2 separate regions of the Sus scrofa genome follow, and region 1 is linked to region 2. The links are chromatin contacts, called in public promoter capture Hi-C maps. All regions are on one chromosome and are shown on one strand. Each heading gives the region's core, a stretch centred on a gene start, on an enhancer-like site or on the middle of the called end of the contact. The rest is flanking DNA. Distances are from core to core; before and after follow the strand shown.

Region 1 (3,098 bases), core at 169-2,668, 310 kb after region 2:
GCTCAAGAATCTGCTTTGCCCTCCACTAGAATCTTCTAGATTGACTTGACAAGGGCATATTTCTTGAAACATTATCATGTTCTTTTTAGGTTATCTAGAAGATTAATTACGCAAGTTCCCTTCATGACCAGCAATAAAAAAAATGGACTGGGGGAGAGGGAGGGAGTGGGGTGGGTTGGGGAGCTTGGGGTTAATAGATACAAACTATTGCCTTTGGAATGGATTAGCAATGAGATCCTGCAGTGTAGCACTGGGAACTATGTCCAGTCACTTATGATGGAGCATGATAATGTGAGAAAATAGAATGTGTACATGTATGTGTAACTGGGTCACCATGCTGTACAGTAGAAAAAAATTATATTGGGGGAAATAATTCTTAAAAATAATAAAAATATATATTAAAAAAAACGGACTCAAATTTAACTTGGTGTTAAAGGTTGCAAATGCTTAAGGGTCCTGAGAGAAGTGAAACTGCCTGAACAGGATGGGGGTGGGGAGCAGGGAGAAGAGAAAGAAGCAGGAGGGAGGAGGTGGCAGTGTAAGCTGGGGAGCCGTCAAGATATCAGCCTCTTACCCCAGCAGGGACGCTTTTGGCCACTTCCTCCTGTTTAAGATGATGCAATGTAAATCCAGGTTGTAGTTAATTTAACAGAAAATAAACTGGAAATTAAACCACCACCCTAACTCCCCCCCACCAGAAAACAATCAAGTTGAATGTGGACTTTAATTACATTAGCAGGGCAATTTTGAAAGTCCAAAAAAACTCTTGATAGTCATGGCAGTTTGTGATACCATGAGAATCGGTCTAAGCTATTGGCCTACTTTTTGCCTAATTTATCTAAAGTTTAGTCTGTTTTCTTTCACGGTCTGTGCTAATTTCAATGGATGCCTTAGTAAATCAAGGTTCCAGTAGCCAGAGAAGAGAAACATTTATTGGAAACACTCGTGTCTTTCCTTGAGTCATAGAGGATTGAGCTCAGTATTTACTGTGGGGTTGTTTTTCTTTACTGGTATCTGCTGCTGCTTTACTTGTGAACAGTCCAAGCTTAAGACAAAATTGATACGAACACTATCATAAGATGGCAAAATCAAGCTTAGAAATCAATCAATAAATTAGGGACTTGGTGTAAAATAATATCCATAGTATCCTTTTTGGCAAAGATTAAATGCCATTTTACTAGGAATGGTACAAAATACAATTTTTAGCCAGTGGCTGTCTACTGATTACAAAGTAGCCAGTACAGCATGGCTACTTCCATACCTAGGTTTCAATGCCGAGAGAGAACACCTAGTAATATTCAGCCAGCCAGAGGGGTAGACAGAATAAAGATAAACGAAAGCGAGACTATTAATCAAGAATTGTGGGCGAATTAAAAATCTGGAAACTGAAATGGTGCATGAGAAAGAAAATCAGGGAGTTGGACAACGATACGGTATAGCCTAAGACGATTAATTTTAGGGGCATTCCGATGGAGAAGGAAGACTGCCTGAAAGGTGGGGAGGGGTTTGAAATCGGTGGGAAAGCCCGGCTGAGCATGCACAGCCTAAAAAAGTTTGTATGATGGCTCCGTCCATGATTTCTGAACGCTGGCACTGGCCGCAGCAAAAAGCCGAGTGACATGATTTAATCAAGGTGTCAGCCGCAGGGGCATCCCGGATTCGGGCGAAGCGTCCGGAATTCCTGAGATGTCTGAAACGCGGAGGCGGCCTCTTCCCCACCCCCCACCGCGGCCTCCGTGGGCATTTTCCGGCGAGGGGGGCACGCGGGGCCTTCCAAGAACAGTTTAAACGCGCGGACGTGCGCTGCCGGCGCGGTCCCCGGGGATGCAGGTGAGAGTCCCCAGCGCGGGCGCACCGGAGTGGGCTTCCTGGGTCCCCGCGCGGCCGCAGAGCCCGGCCCCCTCCCCCCGGCGCGGGCGGGGCTGCGGGCGCACGACGCGGAAGCGCGGGGCTCCGGGGGCGGCGGCGCGGAGGCCGCGCGCGCTCTCCGGGCCGCAGTCGGCGCGGGCGGCGCGGGCGCGGCGGGCGCGGGGCGGGGCGCGGCCGGGAGGCCCTGGGCGCTGGAGCACAGGCCGGCCGCCGCCTCGCCCCCCTTCCTCCGCCCTCTCCCTCCCTCGGCCCGGCCGTCCCCCTCCTCTCCCCTCCCCCGAGCGAATCACGCGCCCTCCTCTGACACTCGTAGCGGGCCTGAGCTCCGAATTTATCCTTCACGTGACCTGAGGGGGTTGGGTGGTTGGTTGGGGACGGAGGGGGAGAGGGAAAGGAGGGAACGGAATCTGCCGTTGCCCGAGCAACAGGCCCCGCCCGCCGGCTTGGGGCCGGGGGGCGGGAGGAGGACGTCAGCACGTCAGCCGGGGTTTTGCGTTTTGATTGACAGTTGCTATAGCGACCGGGTCGGTCCGTCGCCATTTTGTTGGTTGGTTTTTTTTTAAACCCTTTCGCTTCCCGCCCGAATAATAATAAAAAGCCCCATTGGAGTGAGGCGGGGGTGGCGGCGGCAAGAGCGGCGGGGGGATCCGGGGAGACTGCTGCCGTCGCTGCTGCTGATCGCGGCCCAGGTCGGGCTCAGGGAGCGGACACCCCGAGCGGGGGGTGCGGGCGCCGCCGCCGCCGCCGCTTCTGCTGCTGCTGTTCCTGCTGCTGCTGTTGGTGCCGCTGCCGCCGCCGGCGAGCGGGCGGGACCGGTGTGAGTGTGAGAGTGTGTGTGTGAGTGAGCGTGTGCGAGTGTGCGTGCGTGTGTGTGTGTGTGAGTGTGTGTGAGTGTCTGTCTGTCTGTGCGGGCGGTTCTGGCTCTCCTGGCGGAGGAGCCGCCGCCGCCGCCGCCGCCGCCGCTCGGGCCCCGGCGCTTCTCGCTGCGCAGGTTTGGAGCGCGCGCCATTTTGTGAGATTTACAAAATCCTCCTCGGGAAGAAGCCGCCGGGAGCAGCCGCGACTCGGCGCCCGGCCTCGCCGCCGCCGCCCTCCGCGCCGGGCCGGGCCGCGCGGCCCCGCCGCCGGGAGTCGGGGTCCGGGGACTGCGGTATTTGCCGGGGAGGGGGCTGTCGCCTCCCCGGCCCCGGGCGCCGCTGGAACCGCGAGCCGGAGAGAGACTGAGAAGG
Region 2 (3,268 bases), core at 28-2,527:
CTTAATGCTGAAGACAAATTCCCTGGGAGAAAACTAACTCTGATTTTCTAGTTTAATGTCTCGTCTCTCTGCTGGGTCCCCACAGCACTTAACACAGTGTTAACTGCAGATTTACTCATGTCTTGTCTACAAAACCGTCACCTCCTGAAGGGCAGGGACCAGGTTTCATTCACCTGGCAATCCTGTCTGGTGCTACATAAATATTTGAGATTAAATATTTTACGCTAATGTCTGGCATATAGAACACTCTGAACAAACAAGAGCTCCCTTCAGGTTTTCTCAAGAAGAGACAAAGGTAGAAAGAGTCACAGTTCACGTGTGCATATTCTATAAACAAACGCAATCATTTCCTTGTCCTTGAACTCCAGAGAATGGACCTGGCCATCCATCAGGAAAGTACTTACTGAAGCCAAATTGGGAGCTTAAGAAAAGAACAAAGCCATAAATCGCTCTTTCTGGCAATGGCGACGGTGAATTTTCCACCATTTTCCCTGTGGCTTTTGGAAATCTGTGGGGAAAAAAACACAATCATCTGTCAGTGATTCACTCCTCTTCACCATTGGTCTATTATAACCTCATCGCTTTGCTACGGGCGCAGCCTCTGCAGTTTACTTCCCAGCCTAAACCACTGCAAACAACCACCCTGCGCACACACACCTCCAACACAAGACTGCCCGCACAGTGGTGTACACGAGCACCCATACCTCGCCTGCACGCGCAACCAGCCCCCAAACCGCACGTGCACGCGCACACAAGCACACGCATCAGAGCGCGCATAGCCTGCAGTGGAGGATCGGGGAAGCGGGGGAGCAGGGGAGGGACTGATTCCGCTCCAGCTCTGCAGGCTTCGCCTTGGTGCGAAAAGGGAAGGGAAAGGCAGGGCAGGATAGGAGGCGTGCCCCGCCTCTCCAGGCCGGGGCTTCGGGTGCCCAGGAACGTGCCCTGCCCTCTCGCGGGGTTATGGTTCTCATTTCAACCTGGGGATGAGAGGCGCGGGTGGCCCTAGACCTTGGGCCCACGCAGCCACTCCCAGCAGTTCCGCCACCTCCGCACTGAGTCCGTTGCGCAGGCGCTGACCAGGGAGCCTCAGGGTGCGAGAGCACAGAAAACCCGAGAAAGGCCGAGTCACCACGGCAACCCCCGCCCGCGCGCAGGCGCACCGCGACCCTCGTTGGGCAGAAGCGCGCGGGCGCGGGGGCCGGCGGGATCGCTCGGCTCGTCGCCGCGGAGGTGGGGGCCGGGCGGTGCGACGGCGCATGTGCGTTGCAGCCCACGTGACGCGTCTGCCGCCTGCACAGCCGCCCGCTCCCCGCCGCCAGCTGGCTGACGTGGAGGGCCCGAGGCGGCGGCGGCGGCGGCCGGCGTCCGAGGCTCGCGGGCTGCCGGCCCCGGTGAGTGCACACCTGGCGCGCGGCAGGGCTCCCGGATGTGTCACCTTGTCGCGCTGCAGCGGAGATGCCCGGGGAGAGGGGCCCTCCACACCCCCTCCGTGGGTGTGTGGTGAGTGTGGGTGTGTGCGCGTCGCCTCGCGTCGTTGGCTCTGGTGCCCGCAGTGTGCGTGGGTTGAGTGCCGGTGCGTTGGGGGTGTGTGTGTGGCAGCCTTTGTAGGTCCTAGCGGGTGTGTCCCCTTTGTCTCGTGTCCCTTTTCTGCAAATGTGGTCACCTCTGGGGGTGTGCGGGGGTGGGAGTAGCCCCTTTGTGTGCGCACTCCCGGCCGCTTGCACACCCTCGGTCCGCTCTGTGCGGGGGCGTGCACCGGCCCGAGCGCGTGGGCACGCGCCCGTGGGTCCCCTCTCGGCCGCTTTGTGTCTGCGCAGGTTTTTCTCGTCGACAGCGTGGGCGCCCCCGGGAGTGTGGGTGGCCCCCCCCTTTTGTGTCACTGCCCCTCTCCGGGGGGGTGCGCGCCCCACGCGCGCGTGGCCGTGCCTCCTGCAGTCGTGACCCCAGCTGCAGCATCGTCCGCTGGGGGATGCGTCCTCGTGTGTCCCCGCGCGCCTGTTGCCCCTGGACCTGTCAAGTGCGTGATCTGTTTTCGGGTGTTCGTTCGCGAGTGTTCGTGAACGTTCTTGCACGCCCTGTCCTCTGTGTTTTGTGTTCTTTCTATCTGCGCCACCTGTTTTCGTGAGAATGGCTGCCGAGTCCGTGGAGGGGAATTGGGGGGGGAGAAAACCCAACCCTCTCTCCTCCCCTCGCCTTTTCGGAGCATCCTACCTCCCCCCAACGCTAATAAGGAGGGGGGACCGCAGCGGGTCTGGCCAGCTGTTCCAGAGTGTTTAAGATGTCAAGTAGGGCCAGTCAAGCCAGCCTTTTGGGGACGGAATAAGGAGGCCGAGGGCCAAAAATGGAGCCAAGGCGTAGGTGAATATTGGCAGGTGCCAGTGTGACGTACCTTGATTCAGAGGAGCCCTGGACGCTCAAAGCCCTTCAATTGCAGACTCCTTCCAAAACATATGTACACGACAACTGGGCAAATACATTCTAGCCGATCCTGGGCTTTCTTGATAATACTTAACGGTTCATGTAGTGTTTATGGCGTTCACATAAATTACCTCTTTTGGTTTTGCCAGTGTCCTGGCTGGGGGAACAAGGTAGAGACATGTTACAGATTGTACTCCTCCCTTGGGGACAGTTTTCTGGTAGTTACAGCTCTAGTTAGGACATTTCGTCTTGGAAGAAATTTGCATTTTATCCTAAGGCAAATGGAATTTATTATAAGGATACACAGGGAAGGAAACATCGAACCTATGAGACCCAACTGCTTTTGCTCAAAGGTTTGTGCTCTGCGCTCAAGGGCTGCGTTTTGGTGTCTGTTTCTCGCTATTCATTTGCTGAGTTTTCTTACTCTTGCCTAATTTTCTTACCCTTGACTAATTAACTTCTGGATATTTCACCTATGAAATAACAGGGGGAATCTAACCAATCCATGACTAGGGTTTACAGATGTAATTATTTTGCCAAATTTACTTCAGATTTTTTTTTTAATTATTAAAGGATCTAAAATTGCAGATATTGGAGGTGCTCTTAGGTTCCTCCCCCTCCTTGCCTAGGGATAGTCACCCTAGGGTTTGGGTTTGTGTGTATTATTTCTTTGCATATTTTATACTTGGATCACGGTGAATCCATGAACAGTATGTAGTGTTGTGTGTTTTAAACTTTAATGGTATTAAACGGTATGTATCTTTTTGCAACTTGCTTTTTTTGATCAGCATCACATTTTCAGATTAATATATGAATAAGTTGAATAATTATGTTTGGTTCACTCAATTTA

The links. Promoter capture Hi-C pulls out the DNA fragments that hold promoters and counts their contacts.
Region 1: a contact with region 2 is called in a promoter capture Hi-C map of liver, with 6 times the contacts expected there. The contact joins the promoter of DYRK1A here to the promoter of TTC3 in region 2. A contact is called at or near these places in 1 of 5 promoter capture datasets (liver), 1 of 47 Hi-C or Micro-C datasets (liver) and 1 of 2 datasets of contacts at active chromatin or transcription factors (skeletal muscle).

What each region holds. Positions count from the first base shown.
Region 1 is chr13:201,007,088-201,010,185 of Sscrofa11.1, forward strand. It overlaps DYRK1A (dual specificity tyrosine-phosphorylation-regulated kinase 1A), which reads left to right and starts at 1,419. Exons shown (of 12, transcript XM_005670334.3): 1 at 1,419-1,830.
Region 2 is chr13:200,694,347-200,697,614 of Sscrofa11.1, forward strand. TTC3 (E3 ubiquitin-protein ligase TTC3) reads left to right here and starts at 1,278. Exons shown (of 47, transcript XM_021070969.1): 1 at 1,278-1,500. It overlaps PIGP (phosphatidylinositol glycan anchor biosynthesis class P), which reads right to left and starts at 1,084. Exons shown (of 5, transcript NM_001243522.1): 1 at 978-1,084; 2 at 405-508. The coding sequence starts at 486.